Regions from separate parts of the Sus scrofa genome. Here region 2 is linked to region 1. Evidence: chromatin contacts called from public HiChIP or PLAC-seq data. All regions are on one chromosome and are shown on one strand. The core of a region is the stretch at or near the end of the contact, and the rest is flanking DNA. Distances in the headings are between cores, read along the strand shown.

Region 1 (7,552 bases), core at 2,529-5,028:
CAGGGCCAGAGATCAAACCTGAGTCCTCATGGATACGAGTCACATTCATTTCTGCTGCAACACAATGAGAAATCCCTGTTGTATTTTTTTAGATTCCACATATCATACAGAATTTGTCTTTTTCTGCCCAACTTATTTCACTTAGCCTGATACCCCCCAAGTCCATTCACGTTGTTCCAAACATCAAAATTTCATTCTCTTTTATGACTGAGTCATTTTCCATTGTATATATACCACATGTTCTTAATGCATTCATCTCTTGATGAACACTTAAGGTTGCTTCCATATCTCAGCAATTGTAAATAATGGTCATATTTTTACTTTATTTTTATTATTTATTTTATTTTATTTGGCCATGGCATGTAGCGACTTGATATAGGATCTCAGATTCCAGGCCAGGGATTGAACCTGGGTGGCAGAGAGAAGATGCTGAGTCCTAACCTCTAGACCACCAGGGAACTCCCTAAATATGTATATTTTTTAAGTTAATACCTATTAACTCAGTGAACCCACTTGTCAAAATCTGTCCTAATTAAATAATCCAAAAGACAGTTGCACAAAAATCTTCATTTAATTTTTTTTTTCTCTTTTTAGGGCCGCACCTTCGGCATGTGGAGGTTCCCAGTCTACGGGTCGAATTGGAGCTGCAGCTGCTGCCTACACCACAGCCACAGCAATGCTGAATCCAAGCCATGTCTGAAAGCTACACCACAGCTCACGGCAGCACCAGATCCTTAATCCACTGAGCGAGGCCAGGAATCAAACCCTCATCCCCATGGATACTAGTCGTGTTCATTACTGCTGAGCCATGACTGGAACTCCCCTAAATATTTAACCTAACAAAACTTTGAGAGAATTTGGCATGTCTAGAAATAGAGGCATTATTAATTAATGGTACAGCTCCTCAGTGGAATACTATATAGCTATTAAAATGATAATTATCCAGGAGTTCCCGATGTAGCACAGTGGATTAATGATCTGGCTTGTCTCTGTGGAGGTGTTGGTTTGATCTCCCACCTGGTATGCAGTGGGTGAAGAATCCAGCGCTGCTGCAGCTTGGATTCGAACCCTGGCCCCAAAACGTCCATATGCCTCAAGTGCAGCCAGAAAAAAAAAAAGATAATTATCTACTCTGTGTAGCAAATTTTAAATGTTAATGACATGGTATTAAGTGTTTTTAAGTAGTACACATGATTTCACATCTATCGCATCAGGCTTTTCCATATGGCAAGGAACAAAGAGACCCTCTTTTTTTGTTTTTGTTTTTGTTTTGTTTTGCTTTTTGGGGCTGCACCTGGGTCATACGGAAGTTCCCAGGCTAGGAGTCAAATCGGAGCTACAGCTGCCAGCCTATACACAGCCACAGCAATGCCAGATCCGAGCTAGGTCTTTGACCTACACCACAGTTCCTGGCAACGCCAGATCCTTAACCCACTGAGTGAGGCCAGGGACAGAACCTTCGTCCTCATGGATGCAGCCTTCACCCTCATGGATGCTAGTCAGATTTGTTTCCGCCGTGCCATGACGGGAACTCCAAAACGGGATTCTTGTTGGCGAAGGATTTATTGTGAGAACACTCAGGGAAGTAGAGAGACAGGATGCAACAGCATCTGCAGCAAAATCAAGCAACACAGAGAATAAAACTTCGTTTGGAGCCCGAAGGTTATTCAGGCAGTCGCCTCCCTTGGCTGTAGGCCCTCAGTGCTAAGTGGCTGGGCCCCCTTCTGTGAGCTCTGCCATGTGGTGTATCAGCGCCTGGTGGTCTGTTTCTATAGCTCTGTTCGTTTTTCTCTGCTGAAGCCTCTGCTTACTCATACCACCCACAGCTTCATGGCTTCTATCACCCAATGCCTTCTGCAGACTTACTTCTGCTTGGCCCCAGTTTTCTCTATCTCACATTTGAACTCCCAAAGGAAGGTGATCTAATTGCTTGAGTTGCCTACTGTTCCATTTGCCAGAGCTCTCAGACCAGGCCCCTTCCATACTTCCACGGGCCAGCATAAGCATAAGATGTGCTTTCATCAAGTGCCCAGTTCTGATCCCACCAGCCTGGGTCCAAAAAGGGTCACACACTATGAATGTGACAAGTACTTCAAGCAAACCAGCCACCTGTCCAGTACAATCATAGTTTCAAACCATGTTTAACACAATAAATAAAAACATATACATAAGAAAACAGATAAGAAAGGGATAAATTAAAGCCATCACAGCTGGGTTAATATGGAAAGATTATAGGTGATTTTTTTCTCTGTTTTGCAATTTTCATTTAGTGATATTGTAATTGCCTTTTACTTTCCAAGTTTGTTTTTTTGGCCACAGCTTTGGCACGTGGAAGTTCCCCGGGGCAAGGGATTGAACCTGCTGCAGTGACAACGCCAGATCCTTAACCCTTTGTGCCACAAGGGAACTCCTCCAAGTATGTTTTAATTTTTTTAATTCAGTGCATTTTTATTATAATTGTACAGCCATCACCACAACCTAATTTTAGAATAGTTCCATCCCAAACCCCAGTCCATCCCTTCTCCCCAGTCTGTCCCCTTTGGTAACCGTAAGTTTTTCAAAGTCTGTGAGTCTGTTTCTGTTCTGCAAATAAGTTCATTTGTATCCTTTTTTAAGATGCCACATATAAGTGATGGCATATGATGTTTGTCTCTCATTGTCTAACTTAGCATGATCATTTCTAGGTCCATTCATGTTGCTGCAAATGGCATTATTTCATTCTTTTTTATGGCTAATATTCCATTGTATACATGTACCACATCTTCTTCATCCACTCCTCTGTTGATGGACATTCAGGTTGCTTCCACATCTTGGCTATTGTATGTGGTGCTGCAATGAACACTGGTGTTCATTGTACCTTTTCAAGTCAAGGTTTTCTCCGGATAGATGCCCAGAAGTGGGATTGCTGGATCTTACGGTAATTCTATTTTTAGTTTTTTGAAGAGTCGCCATCCTGCTTTCCATAGTGGTGGCACCAATTTATTTTTTAAAAAGTAATCTCCAAGCAATAGGAATCATGTAACCCAGATACTAAGTTCAGCCTCTCCCCTGAACTTGCCTTGGAATGTGAGCAAAGTCACAATCATTAAAGACGGTGGTCACTCTTGCACAGCAAGTGGAATATTATTTCTGCCTTATCTTGCCAGGTGAAGGTGAAGGCCCTAATTGCAGCTTGTGAGAGCACCTTGAAGGCAAAAAATGTCAGTTATTATTCTGAAATCTACTTCTAAACTGCTATAAGAGCATATGCCACATGAACAGAACACAGAATCTTATAACTAGCTTGGTTGCAGAAAGACGTCCTTTGTCTACAGGCCAAGTGTTTTGAAAATACCACCCACTCAACTGGCAGATTATCTCCAGGGCGTGAGAGAGTCTACCACGGTAGTTTTGTGAAACCAGCCATCCCTGGCTTCGCTTTGATCTTTCTCTGTCTACACCCTTCTTTCAGCTCCTCCGCCTCAGACATACAATTACTAAGTATTATTATTGTTTGATAATAACTATAATTACTACAAGCGCTGCCTGAGGTGGAAGAGGAGAAATCGAATTATCAGATGGACGGGTGTCAGAGCTGAACAGTATCCCGTAAAGCCTGAATCCCCTTCCCCTTGGTCCCAGCCTTAATTCGGGGCGCGCAGGCTGAGGGCGAGAACCCCCAGGCGGGAGGCTGGACCGCTGCAGGGCAGGGGCCGGGTCCAGCTTTCGGGCACCGAGATGCCAAATCCTCCCGCGCTCCTAGAGAGGACCCGGAAGCGCGGCGCAGTCCCGGAAGGCGAGGTGCTGACACACTTCCGGCCTTTGTGACTCATTGTGTCTGTGTCGAGGCGTCAGGAGGGCCTAGGTCCGTGTGCGGCGCCCTTCGGCCGGCCTGAGCCCCAGAGTCAGCTCCCCTTGCTCGCCCAGCGCCCCCAGGCCGCTCCCGGGGCTCACGGTGAGACTTGGGGCCGGCCTCTGGGGGGCGGGCGGGGCCGCAGGGGTGTGCATGGGGGTGGGCTCCGCAGCTGCGGCCCCCGGGTCCCCTCCGGGCTGCCAGGGCGCAGCGTGAAGCGGGTCCGTGCCCCCGTCCCCTTTCCAGGCCCAGCCGTAGGCAGCGCCGTCCCCCGGGGGAGACGTCCTCGCCCTACCCCGGATCCAGGCGGGAAGGGGGCGACGGTCCTTGGCCGGGGTTCCTGGGAGACCTGGGGAGCTGCTGTCTGCGGGCCCCTTCTGGGCCGCCCGCCTGCAGTGTCGTCATCGTCGTTTGACGTTTCTGAGAACCAGGTCGCGAGCGAACCGACCCCTGTCTGATTTTTCCCTGCTCTGCTTTCGTCGCCATTTGCTTTGATTCCAGTGAGAGACTTTTTTTTTTTTTTTTCGGGGTCCTTGCAGGATCTCGAGGTGAAAAATGCGGAAGTCCGAGAAATGGACACGTTTCGAGGTGCCGCATATGTGTTTCCAGATCACCTGCATCTCTGCACCCCACCCCCACCCCCGAGCGGTGATTAAAGAGTCTTTGAAGCCTAGTCAGAGGGGATGAAGATGTGATTCGGATCTGGTAGGGATTATGGCCATCCCACTCTCAGCTTTGTGGAAATATTTCGAAGGCTGAAAGATTAGGTGGATTTTTCATTTCTGGGTCGTAGTCACTCTGCTTGACTTGGAATGAGAATTTGTGGAAATTGCGCTGGGCCATTAGGAGACTGTTTAACTGAATGACCTTGGATAAGACCAGACACGTCCCCCACCTGTTTTGTCATTGATAAAATCCACTAGGTTTTCTCAAAAGGCCTTTCCAGCTTTGAAGTTCTTTGATTTTGGTCCGAGTAGTTGAAAGATTCAGCTACATTTCAGCCTGACACTGCCCCCCTCCCCTCCCTCCAGTACACAATACGGTACTTTCATTATAGAGAGTGGCTGTTACATGGCCTGGGACCAAAGAAAGCATTTATTGTACAGGCCAGTGCTAGGCGGATTGGAGGTGGTCAATAAATACTTGTTGAACTGAATTGTGGAGGATTCATTTTAACCAGTCAACAAAGCCCTGTTACTGTATTGGGTGGCCAAATGTGGAGAAATAGCTTTATTATTTAGGGAACCGAAATGATAATTTGCCCCAGAATGTTTCTCCAAGTTTGTATTGTCTTCTGGTTACTATGCAAGGTTCTTGTTCATTATTTGGGCAGTTTTCACCAAAATTAAAATACAGAGAAGCTAACTACTTCATGCCATAGTCTTTTGCTGATTCTCTGCCTGATCTAAGCACTGACGGTTTTCTAACTTTATATCGTATCTAAATACAGGTGAACGTTATGTGAAGTCGTACCTTTTCATTCTGAGAGAGTGTCATCATCTTTGGGTAGCTACATGTCTTTTAAAGGTAGCTTTCGGAGTTCCAGTTGTGGCTCAGCAGGTTTAGGACACCACGTTGTCTCTGTGAGGATGCAGGTTCAATCCCTGGCCTCCCTCTGGGGGTTAAGGATCCGGCACTGGGGCAAGCTGTGGCGTAGGTCACAGATGCAGCTTGGATCCGGTGTTGCCTTGGCTGAGGCATAGGCTGGCACCTACACCTCGGATTGGACCCCTAGCCCGGGAACTTCCATATGCCCGCAGGTGTGGCCCTTAAAGAAAAAAAAAAAAAAAAGGTAGCTTCTTCATGTTTTAAAACCTTTTAGAACTCTGTTGAAAAATGGGAGGAGGGCAGTTTGTTTAAACTTTCAAGACTCTGGCTTGGAAAAGATACTGGCCTATTTAGAAGATAGCCTTTGGAATAAACTGAGCTCGTAGCTCCAGGCCTTTTTTGTAAGAAAATCTTTGGTATTTATCTTTAGTAACAATAAGTTACTGGAGGTGATCTTATCTCACTGGGAGAGTGTGTCTGAATGGTTCTCAGCTCAAAGGGACCCCAGAGGTAGTTTCCTGCTCCCCTGTGCCTGACCTCCTTCCCTCCAAGCGTCATTTGACAGATAAGGATACTAGGGGTCAGAGAGGTTAAATAACTCACCGAGGGATGTGTAACTTATTCATGAGAGACTAGAATTCAGGTGTTCCAAGCTGTGCTGCTTTCCCTATTTCAACATTTCTCCCATTGCTTAATCTCTTAAGTAGGCTGCAAATTGGGAAGCACAGTTACAATCTTAAGATGACTGAAAAAAATGAACACTTCTCTAGTGCCTGCTAGATGCCAGATGCTGTTTTAAGTGCTTCCTATATGTTAACTCATTTAATCCTCACAACAACTCTGTGAGACAGGTACTGTTTTTTATCCCCATTGTACAGATGAGAAAATATCTGTACATAGATTAACTAGCCTAAAATCAGCTGGTAGCTGATAGTGCAGCTTAATGAAACTCTTTCGACTTGCCTGTTTATTATAATTCATACAACACTGATTGGCTTATGAATGGGCAAAAAGACTAAATAATATTGTAAATTCAGCCAAGTATTTAAAAAAAACAAAAACAAAAACTAGGGCTTGCAAAGAGGTCCTATTAAGTGGTCTAAGAGATGCAAAGGTGCATACCCTTAACAATTGTCCAGTCGGAAGAGGACAGCATGAAATATTAAATTACAAAGAAAGAAAGATGGTAACAGCGTGCACAGCAAAAGCTTGGAGGAGACCATTAGGGCTGCGTGTTTAGAGAGGAGGAAAGGTTGTGTGTTCAGATTGACTGAAACCTAAACTAAAACCCAGTCTGTCGGCTGCTGTTGGGCCTTTTCTCCTGCCCAGAGCAGGAGCAGAGAAATGTTTGGGGCGGGGGGTACCTGTCACAGTTGGAAGAAGAGAAGCGTCCATGCCTTCATCGCTCCCTTTGGGTCTCAGGTCCTCCTCAGAATCTCTTCTTTGTGAGTCCCACTGACCCAGGGAGTATCCAGCTCCTGAAAACCAGCCGAGGTGTGGGCACAGATCGAGATTCCTCTCCTTTATCCTCCTTGGTTTACCTGAGACACAGTAGCGCCTGCCTAAAAGAGATTTCTGTCACTAGGCTCGTCGGTGCTCCGGCTCTGCTCCGTTGTCCTATTTGCTGGTCCCCCTGGTAGAGTCTAGATGATTCCCACTTGTGTCTCCTGCCGTGTCTCCTTAGTCACACAGCTCCCCAGTGAAAACAGTGGCTGACAGGTGAGCCCCCCCACCCGCCAATAGGTTTTCCTCTTAGAAAGAATCTGTGTGTCCACGGAAGCGCTTCCTTCCCCACATGTTGGGACAGAGCACGTTTGCTGTGATGGTTGGAGGCTGAAGAGAGGAGTCCCATGGACCTAATTCAAATCCTGGCTCTGCCATTATAATTGCCATTTGACCTTGGGGACATAGATATGATCCTTGATATCTGTAAACTTTAGTGTCGTCACCATAAAGTGAGGCAGTAATTGTACCTACCTCCCGAGGGTGCTTTGCGAAATGCCTCGTACATAGAAAGCACTCAGTTAACCTCAGTCTTACTGTTATGCCTCCTAGAGACTTCATCAACAGATGACGGGCAAGTGGCATTTGAGCTTAGCTCTGAATAGTAAGTAGGATTTGAAAAGGCAGAGAAGACTGGGAAGGAAGCCCCAGGTATTGAGTATGATGTGA
Region 2 (7,552 bases), core at 3,057-5,556, 480 kb after region 1:
TGCTGACATTCCTATGTTGAAACCTGGCCCTTGAAACAGGGAAGTTCTGCCCACCACGCCGTGAACAGGACATTCTCCCCTGAAGGGCAAACCCCAGCAGATCCTGCTCTCCTGTGCCTTCCCTGTGACCGATAGCCAGCCTCTCGACGGCTATGGCTTGGCCTTGGCCGCCAGGAAGGCTCAGCCCCCGTGATGTCCCTAGCACAGAAAACAGAACCTTAGGGACATGCTTGCTTGTTACTAGAGGTCCCAGGATCCTAAAGTAGACTGCACGGACTCCAAGGATGTTACCTCTAGAAGCAGGAGTCCCATTCCCCTGGAGAGGGAGGAGGAGGACTGGGAGGAGACCGACTCCCTATTCTGGTCTCCAGCACATTTGCCAGTAAATTCTTAGGGCTGGCCAGATGATCGCTAAATCTGCAAGAGCTCTGGAATTTGACAACAATGACTCCCTTCAAACTCTAAAAAAGTATGATTTGACAATCCTAAGCCAGGGAGTCCCACCCAGCACTCTCCACAGAGAGGGAGGAGGTCTCAAATCAGCTTTGCCCAGTGTGCTATGCCCAGGTCAGGCTTCTCTGTTTAAGAGGTCCTCTCCAAGTTCAAGAGGGGGAAGGACACCTACCAGGCAGTTTCACGCGGCTATCCCAGGTGCTGGGTGAGGAGCCGGAGCCCACCTACCTATCGTCATCGCTATCCAGGTGGCCACTGATGGCCAGCATGGAACGGGCGAGGCTGAGGCTCTGGGCAGCTGCTGCTCCAAAGGGGTCTGGAGACTTGCGAACCAGACTGGCTTCGGGGAAGAAGTAGAGGGCAGGGGAGCCAGGGCGAGAGTCGAGTGGGGGCACCTGGAGAAAGGCAGGTAGGAACCATCACATTGAGTGAGAGAAAGGATCCAGCCACCTCACAACTTTCCTAGTAGCTTCCTCCCTCCCCACCTCTCCCCACACACCCTGTCCAGTTTCTGAGGACTGGGGACCTCCCCACACACCCTGTCCGGCTTCCGAGGACTGGGCACCCAGGTGTCCTGCCCCCATACCCCTCTGGGGGAGTGGCTTCCAAAAAGGTGCTATGGGGTATCAGAGAGGGGCTCTGGTCTGCACTCCAGCACCCTTCCACCACCAGAACCAGGACCCTTCATCAGAGGCTAGTCAGAGAGTGTCCACCTTCTATCATCGGACTTCCTGTGGCTACTCAAACATCACGTCTCCAGAGAGGCATTTCCCCATCCTTTGACTTGTGAGTTCCATTGCACCGTTCTATTTTTTCTTTTTTACAGCACCTAATATTATGTGAAATTAAAGTATTTTTGCCTCTCTGCTACTGGAAGGTAAGCTCCAGAGGGCAGAGCTTATAGTTTGTTCAATAGCTATTTGTAGAATGAATGAATCCTCAGAAACTGGTCCTCCACCTCCTCCCCCCCTCAACCCTCCTCTACCCGTTCTAGCCTCTCCTCTCAAACTTCTCAGACTCAGGTGAAGTTCTGCTCCTGAGCCTGGATCTTCGGGGGGGGGGGGTTGCGGAGATGGAGGGAGGCGGAGCCTGGGCGTGGACCCACACGGCCCAACAGGCGCTGGGGGTGGCTGCAGAAGGGCGGGGGCCACAGGAACAAGACGCCTCTGTGAGGCCCCAGGAGGCCCCAGGTTCTCGGAAAAGCCAAGAACAGGGAGTCCAGAGTGGTTAGAGGGACAGCACAGGGGAAGGGGGCCCAGGTGGTGCCCCCAGCCCTCCTCGAGGCCCCTGTTCGAGGCAACCCAGAGACAGGGGGTTGTGTAGAAGGAAGAGAAGAGACAGGGGGAGTGTAGAAGGAAGACAGACGCCAAGGCAAGGGAACAGCAGCACAGATGCACACACGCAGGAAGAGACCAGGAGGTGGGGGAAGGAAAGGGAGCTGGGGGCTCCGAGGAGAGCAGGGCAGGGTCTGTGGGCCCAAGGGAAGCTCAGGCAGGGCTTAAGGATAGGAACAGCGGAGGCTGGGGGCAAAGGGGGCTTGCTTTGGAAGAGTGTGGGGACAGGGACCAGTAAAGGAAACACATCTTCTCCCCTGGGGTAGGAAGTGAATGAAAGAACTCAAGAAAGGGGGGGGCGGTGGCATGAGAGATGTGAGTCTGAGGCCAGGAGGGGGTGGGGGGGAGCCAGTCCTGACCGGTCCTGACAGGGCCCAGACGCACAGTCTCAGGTTATTTTTATACTGTGGTTTGTGCCCAAGGCCAGGAAGGGGAAAAGTTCTCATCCTCACACTCGCTGCCTTTCCTCCTGCATCCAAGGTGTTATTTTCTCCTTCAGGACAGACACATCCAACATCCCTGGCTGCCCACTCCCCACCCCGAGGACCCAGGCATCCTGCCCCCCAGCCCAGACTTGTTCCTCTTTTGGAGACAGGAAGCAGAATGAGCAAAGGATTTAACGCTTTCTCAACTGTTTCCCACTGTTCTCCTACTCCATGGTGGCCACCCTCAGTGACGGGTCCTGGAGAGGCCCAGAAGCAGGGAACCCGGACAGTCAACAGGGTGTACAAAGGACGGGACGAACCAGCCAAACCCCATCCTTGTAAGGGGCCCCCTCATCTCCACCCGATTCCTCAAGGTCTCAGAGACGTTTGGTTTGGGACACAGCTGGAGATGAGGCTGCAAGGGCGGCTGGTGGGAAGAAAGCAGCAGCCCCTTCCCCACTTGGAGATGGGACTGCAGAGGAGAGATTTAGGGTGGAAGGCCTACTTTCTGCCCCTCCCCCCAGCCCCAGCAGCTCCTCTCCCAGAGGCCCAAGCTCGCCAGCCCAGCCTGGGGCCTCCCCCTCAATGCCTGAAGAAGTGAGACCCAGACAGAAGGGGAAGGCCAAAGGGAGGTGGTCACAGCTTCACGATCGAGAGGGGACATGGGCTCCCCAGACACGGAGACGGGGGCCCCAGGCAACACGTGAAAGGCCAAAGAGCAAAGAAAGTGCAGAATGCGGGGCAGACAGAGCCTGAGAGAGAAAACACGGGCCAGGCGAGGAGCAGGAATGGACCCGCAAGTGAGATGGCAGGAAGAAAAAAGGGGGGCTGTCTGAAACGACAGACAGGTGACGAGGGAGCCAAGGGAGGTCAGTATGGAGGCGGAGGCCCAGGTCCGGATGGACAACCTCCACCCCTCAGGTGTCCCCCCCCAACCCTGGGACCCGGCTCTTACCTGCCCTGTCTCCTCCATCCTCAGTCGCAGGGCTCCATCCTTCGTCCAGGGCAGTGGAGGGGTCCCCGCTGTTGAGCCCCCTGCCTCCACTTCTACCCTCAAGGAGGGCAGGGGCGTGGCAGCCCGGGATGTGCCCGTGCTATCCCCTGTCCCGGGCTCTGGGGGGCGCTGCTGGGGTGGGGAGACTGACAGAGGGGGTGTCTCCACCTTGGCCTTGCTAGGCACTGCCAGCTGGCCCAGCCCCCCAGTTAGGGAGCGGGCCTGAGGTCCAGGGGAGGTGGGGGGCGGGCGGAGCCAGGAGGTGGGGCCCTGAGACAGGCCTGGCTGTGGGGCAGGGGCGCTCAGGCCCAAGCTGGCCAGCTCCAACCTGGAATCCAAAGACCTGCCCCCTGTGCCCCCTGAGGCCCCTCGAATTCCCTCCAGGAGCCGGCCAAAGCTAGGGGGCTCCAGGTCTCTCTCGTAAACATCCACACAAGTCCAACGGCCTCGGCGATAAGGCTCTCCCAGGCCTTGGGGTAGCTTCACCACCCGGAAGCGGGAGGCTGGGGCCCCAGGCGGTGGGGAGCCATTCCGGGGGGTGCCCCTGCCCCCTGGCTCGGGGTTTGGCTCCCCATTGGGCAGGCGGGGCGGTGGCCCAGTGGGGGCTGGCAGGGCAGGAGGATCTGAACCCCCTGGGCTCCCTGGACCCTCGTAGTCCGTGGTGACGCTGGTGATCTGGAAACTACTCTTCTTCCTGCCCCCACTCATGGTCCCTGGGTCTCAGGACTGGCCAAGGTGGGCAGGCGGGTGGCGGGGGGGAGGGAGCTCTTGGAGAGGCTCAGGCACCCCTAGAACAGGGGGGCCACATGGCGGGGACATCAGGGCCCCTGGGGACGTCTGGGTCCGACATGGCAGGAGGGCCCTGCAGGAACTGGGGGTGCCTGGTTGCTGAAGGAACAGGACAGGGGAGGCAGGGGGGAGGGAGAGGGCAGGGGCAGGTTTTTCCTGCTGCTGTCGCTGCCTCCAAACTCCAGAGCTGAGTTTGCAAACTGGAAGGAGAGACGGGGAGAGAGAGAGAGAGAGTGTGTGTGTGTGTGTATGTGTGTGTGTGTGAGAAAGCAGTGGGCAGCACCTCCGGGGCTTCCTCTCTGGGGAGCAGAATGGGGGAGGAAGGGGAAACCGCCAGAGACCCAGAGACAAAGATACAGGCAGAGATGACAGAGACCAGAACAGAGGGGACAGATCCGGGCGGGCACAGAGAGCAGGAAGAGGCGGCCCAGACCCAAAGTGGGGCATTTCTAGCTGGGATTCCAACTCACGGGACCCAAGTGGTCCCACCCAAAGCCTGGGTGAACAGGGGTGAAGCCGCTCCTCAGCCTGGCCAGGCTGCCAGGAGGCCTGTGCTCGGCCTGCGAGGCCCCCGCACCCCAGCTCCCCTATCCCTGGGGCAGGCCCTGCCCCACCGCCCCAGCGCCCCGCCCAGCCCAGAGCCCTACCTCTCGGCCGCGGCCACCGAGCGGGGCCGGGGGCGGGGGCCGGGGGGGTCCCGGCCGCCTAAGACGTTGAGCTGTCCTTTCCCTGGGGCCCCCTGGCCCCAGGAGCGCGGGGGGCGCAGGCGGCGCTCAGAGGCTGTCCGGTCCTCTTCGGGGGCTGCACCTCGCCCCGCAAGGCATCTCCGCGGAAAGTTTGCCGTCCAGAAAAGGAACCCCCGCCTCCTCGGTGGGGGCCCAGGCGCGGCCCGTGAAGCCCCAAGGGTGTGCGGACTGCTGCGGAAGAGGGCGGGTCAGCCCCCCGATCCTCCAGATGGAGCCGCCTCGGTGGTCGCGGCGAGTGGCCCTCCCAAGTCTCCTCCCGCGTGGCACCGCTGGGTCTCTCTCCGCTACTCCGCTCCTCTCGGTCTTTCTCTTCTGGGCTGTTGACAACCCCCACACCAGGAAGTCCTGCCTCCTCGGGCCTGCTGACGGCTCCTCTCCTCCTCCTTCCCCTCTTCCTCCCCTTCCTCCGCCCTCTCTCGCTCCTGGGGCTCCCGGCCAGCTGGCCCGGGGCCAGGCCTGCCACCGCCGCTGCTGGTGCAGTTGCTGCCGCCGCTGCTGTTCCAGGGGCCCGGAACGGGCTGCCTTAACCCCACACCTGCTGGGCCCCAGCCCAGCGCTTCCTCGGAGGGCGGGGCCGCGGAGGGCGGAGAGAGAGGGGAGGAGTTTGCGGGGAGGCCAGGGATTCCCTTACTTGTAGGCACTTGCTGCCATTGGCCTACAGGCGCGCAGAAGAGTGGGAAGGAAGTTACCAGGATCCTGCTGGGTGCCTGCCACCCCATAAGCGCCCGGCGAGTCGTTGTGGTGCTGCTGCAGCTGTTACTGTCCTCTCTCCCCTGGTTTTCACAGTGACTGTATGAGGAAGGTACCATTTTTTTCTCCCCGCCCTTATTTGTTCAAGTGGATCCTTGTGACAAATTTCCAAACATGCCTCGAAGTAGAGAGAATGGTACAGTGAACTCCCAGGCAGCCCGCATGCAGTTTCAACATTGACCCACTCACAGCCAATCTGCTTTCATCTATCCCTACAATATCTTTTGTTGTATTGTGATGGCGTATTTGAATCAAATCCCAGGCATCGTATTATTCCTCAGTGAGGACATGGAGACCCAGGAGGTTCAGCAAGGTCCACAGTGATAGAGCAGAGACATTTCTCACACTCAGGTGTGTCCCTGTCTGGCTCCCATGGAGAGAAACAACGAAGACACACTCAGGAAAGTGCTGACTTGCATTCTCTCTCCAACTCCTGGTCACACACAGTCACCCAAGCAGACGTACAGACAGACCTGAGGAGGAACCACCGGGCAGGCCACAAGCATGGACTCTACCCTCGCCCCCTCCCACCTCTCCCACGTCTCACCTCCCCACCCCATCCCTTCCTCACCACAGAGAATCCACACACACTCATAAAGGACCTACTATGTGCTTGGCATGAAAAAATAAACCTCCAGCTGCCATTTTCTCTTTTTTGGTCCCCCAAGCAACATTCTGAGAGGAACTGTTTTAGCAAAAGCAGTGTCTAATGACCACATCTGCCTTCATTCCCAGGTTCAGAAGGAAACGGAGTCTAATTGATTTTGGTCATATGGAACTCTTTTCAAACATATTAAAATTCTTCGTATTTGTCTACTCCACACAATTATCTCATGAATTTTCAAAACAGCCCTGGGCACAGTTGGGGTGGGTTTTGCTCCAGTGTTTCTCCTAAGGAAACTGAGGTTCACAGGCATTGGGTTATTTGCCCAAGGCCTCAGCGCTAGCATTTGATGGCATTGAGACCAGCTCTGGGCTGGCTGGCTGACACATCCTTCCTTCCTCAGCTTTAGCTCATGGAAATTTTTAACCACTCGTTAGGGTTAGGCAAACACAAGACAATGCAAAAACCCTTGCCCCCAGTTTATATATATTTTTTCTTTATCTCTGTTAAAACGAACCTGCACTCCTCTCTCTCTCCCTTCTTGGCAGCAAAGGCTACCATAGCCAGAGCCTGAGGCCTCCCAAGCGGTGGGGTCCAGGAAGCAGCCTCCCACACAAAACCCCCACCCCCACCCCAGACTCTCTCCCCTCTGGCGATGTTCAGAACGCAGCCCCGCTGCTCCGCCCCCAGATCCTCCTTCCTTCGGCGCTGACTCGCTACCAACTATTCAAACTTAGCTTTGGACCCTCCCCTTTCCACCAACTCAGACACTCCTGCGTACCTACAGTCCTAGGGGCATTTTGGTCTCCGTATTCTAAATACTTGTAGAATGAATAAATAAAGTTTATTCACATTAAGGTGTGAATGTGAAAGGACTGTTACGTATTTTAAGGTTACCTCTCCCACGGGCGTATATAGTCGCCTCTAAACATACGGAGCCATTTACAATTTACGAAGCTCTTTGTATTCATTATTTTGCGGAGTCAAAGGTTACTGGGAGGATGACTTGGGCCGTGGGGGCGGGCCGCCAAAAGACTTTGAGCCCAGGCGGTGAATCAAGGTCTGGACGCCTGGGAAGCAGGGGGCAGAAGCAACAAGCACCAAGCGAGCCAGCTCCGGTGCCCTCCCTGTACCTGGGGGGGCGTCTGGAAGATGGGGCGCGGCCATGGGAGCACGCCCTCTGCTGGACAAAGATGTGGATGGTCCGGCTCCCGACTCTCAGAGCCCCTCGGCCCCGGAAACCGGCCCCCCCTGCCGGCCTCGCCGCCTCACTGCACCCAGAGCCCCGCAGCCGCAGCCTCGCCCCGGCCGGACGCGGGGGGCGCACCCGGGGAGCGCCGGGCGCACGCGGTACGCGCGTGGGTGCATCCCCGGGCCGCCGGTGGGGGGCGTCGCTGAGCGCTGCGCCCCGCCTCGCTCCGCCGGGGCCTTGGACACCAAAGCCAGCACGGCCCGGT

Evidence for each region. HiChIP or PLAC-seq counts read pairs in DNA pulled down with a chosen protein or histone mark.
Region 2: an H3K27ac HiChIP or PLAC-seq map of alveolar macrophages shows a contact between it and region 1. The contact joins the promoter of LOC110260075 here to the promoter of ZKSCAN1 in region 1. A contact is called at or near these places in 1 of 5 promoter capture datasets (liver) and 1 of 2 datasets of contacts at active chromatin or transcription factors (alveolar macrophages).

The regions. Positions count from the first base shown.
Region 1 is chr3:7,916,863-7,924,414 of Sscrofa11.1, forward strand. It overlaps ZKSCAN1 (zinc finger protein with KRAB and SCAN domains 1), which reads left to right and starts at 3,779. Exons shown (of 7, transcript XM_021086191.1): 1 at 3,779-3,934.
Region 2 is chr3:8,400,921-8,408,472 of Sscrofa11.1, forward strand. It overlaps LOC110260075, which reads left to right and starts at 4,307. Exons shown (of 2, transcript XM_021087973.1): 1 at 4,307-5,042; 2 at 5,181-5,530. The coding sequence starts at 4,307. The coding sequence ends at 5,530. LOC100514038 (TSC22 domain family protein 4) reads right to left here and starts at 5,256. Exons shown (of 6, transcript XM_013995454.2): 1 at 4,643-5,256; 2 at 3,168-4,195; 3 at 682-848. The coding sequence starts at 3,914.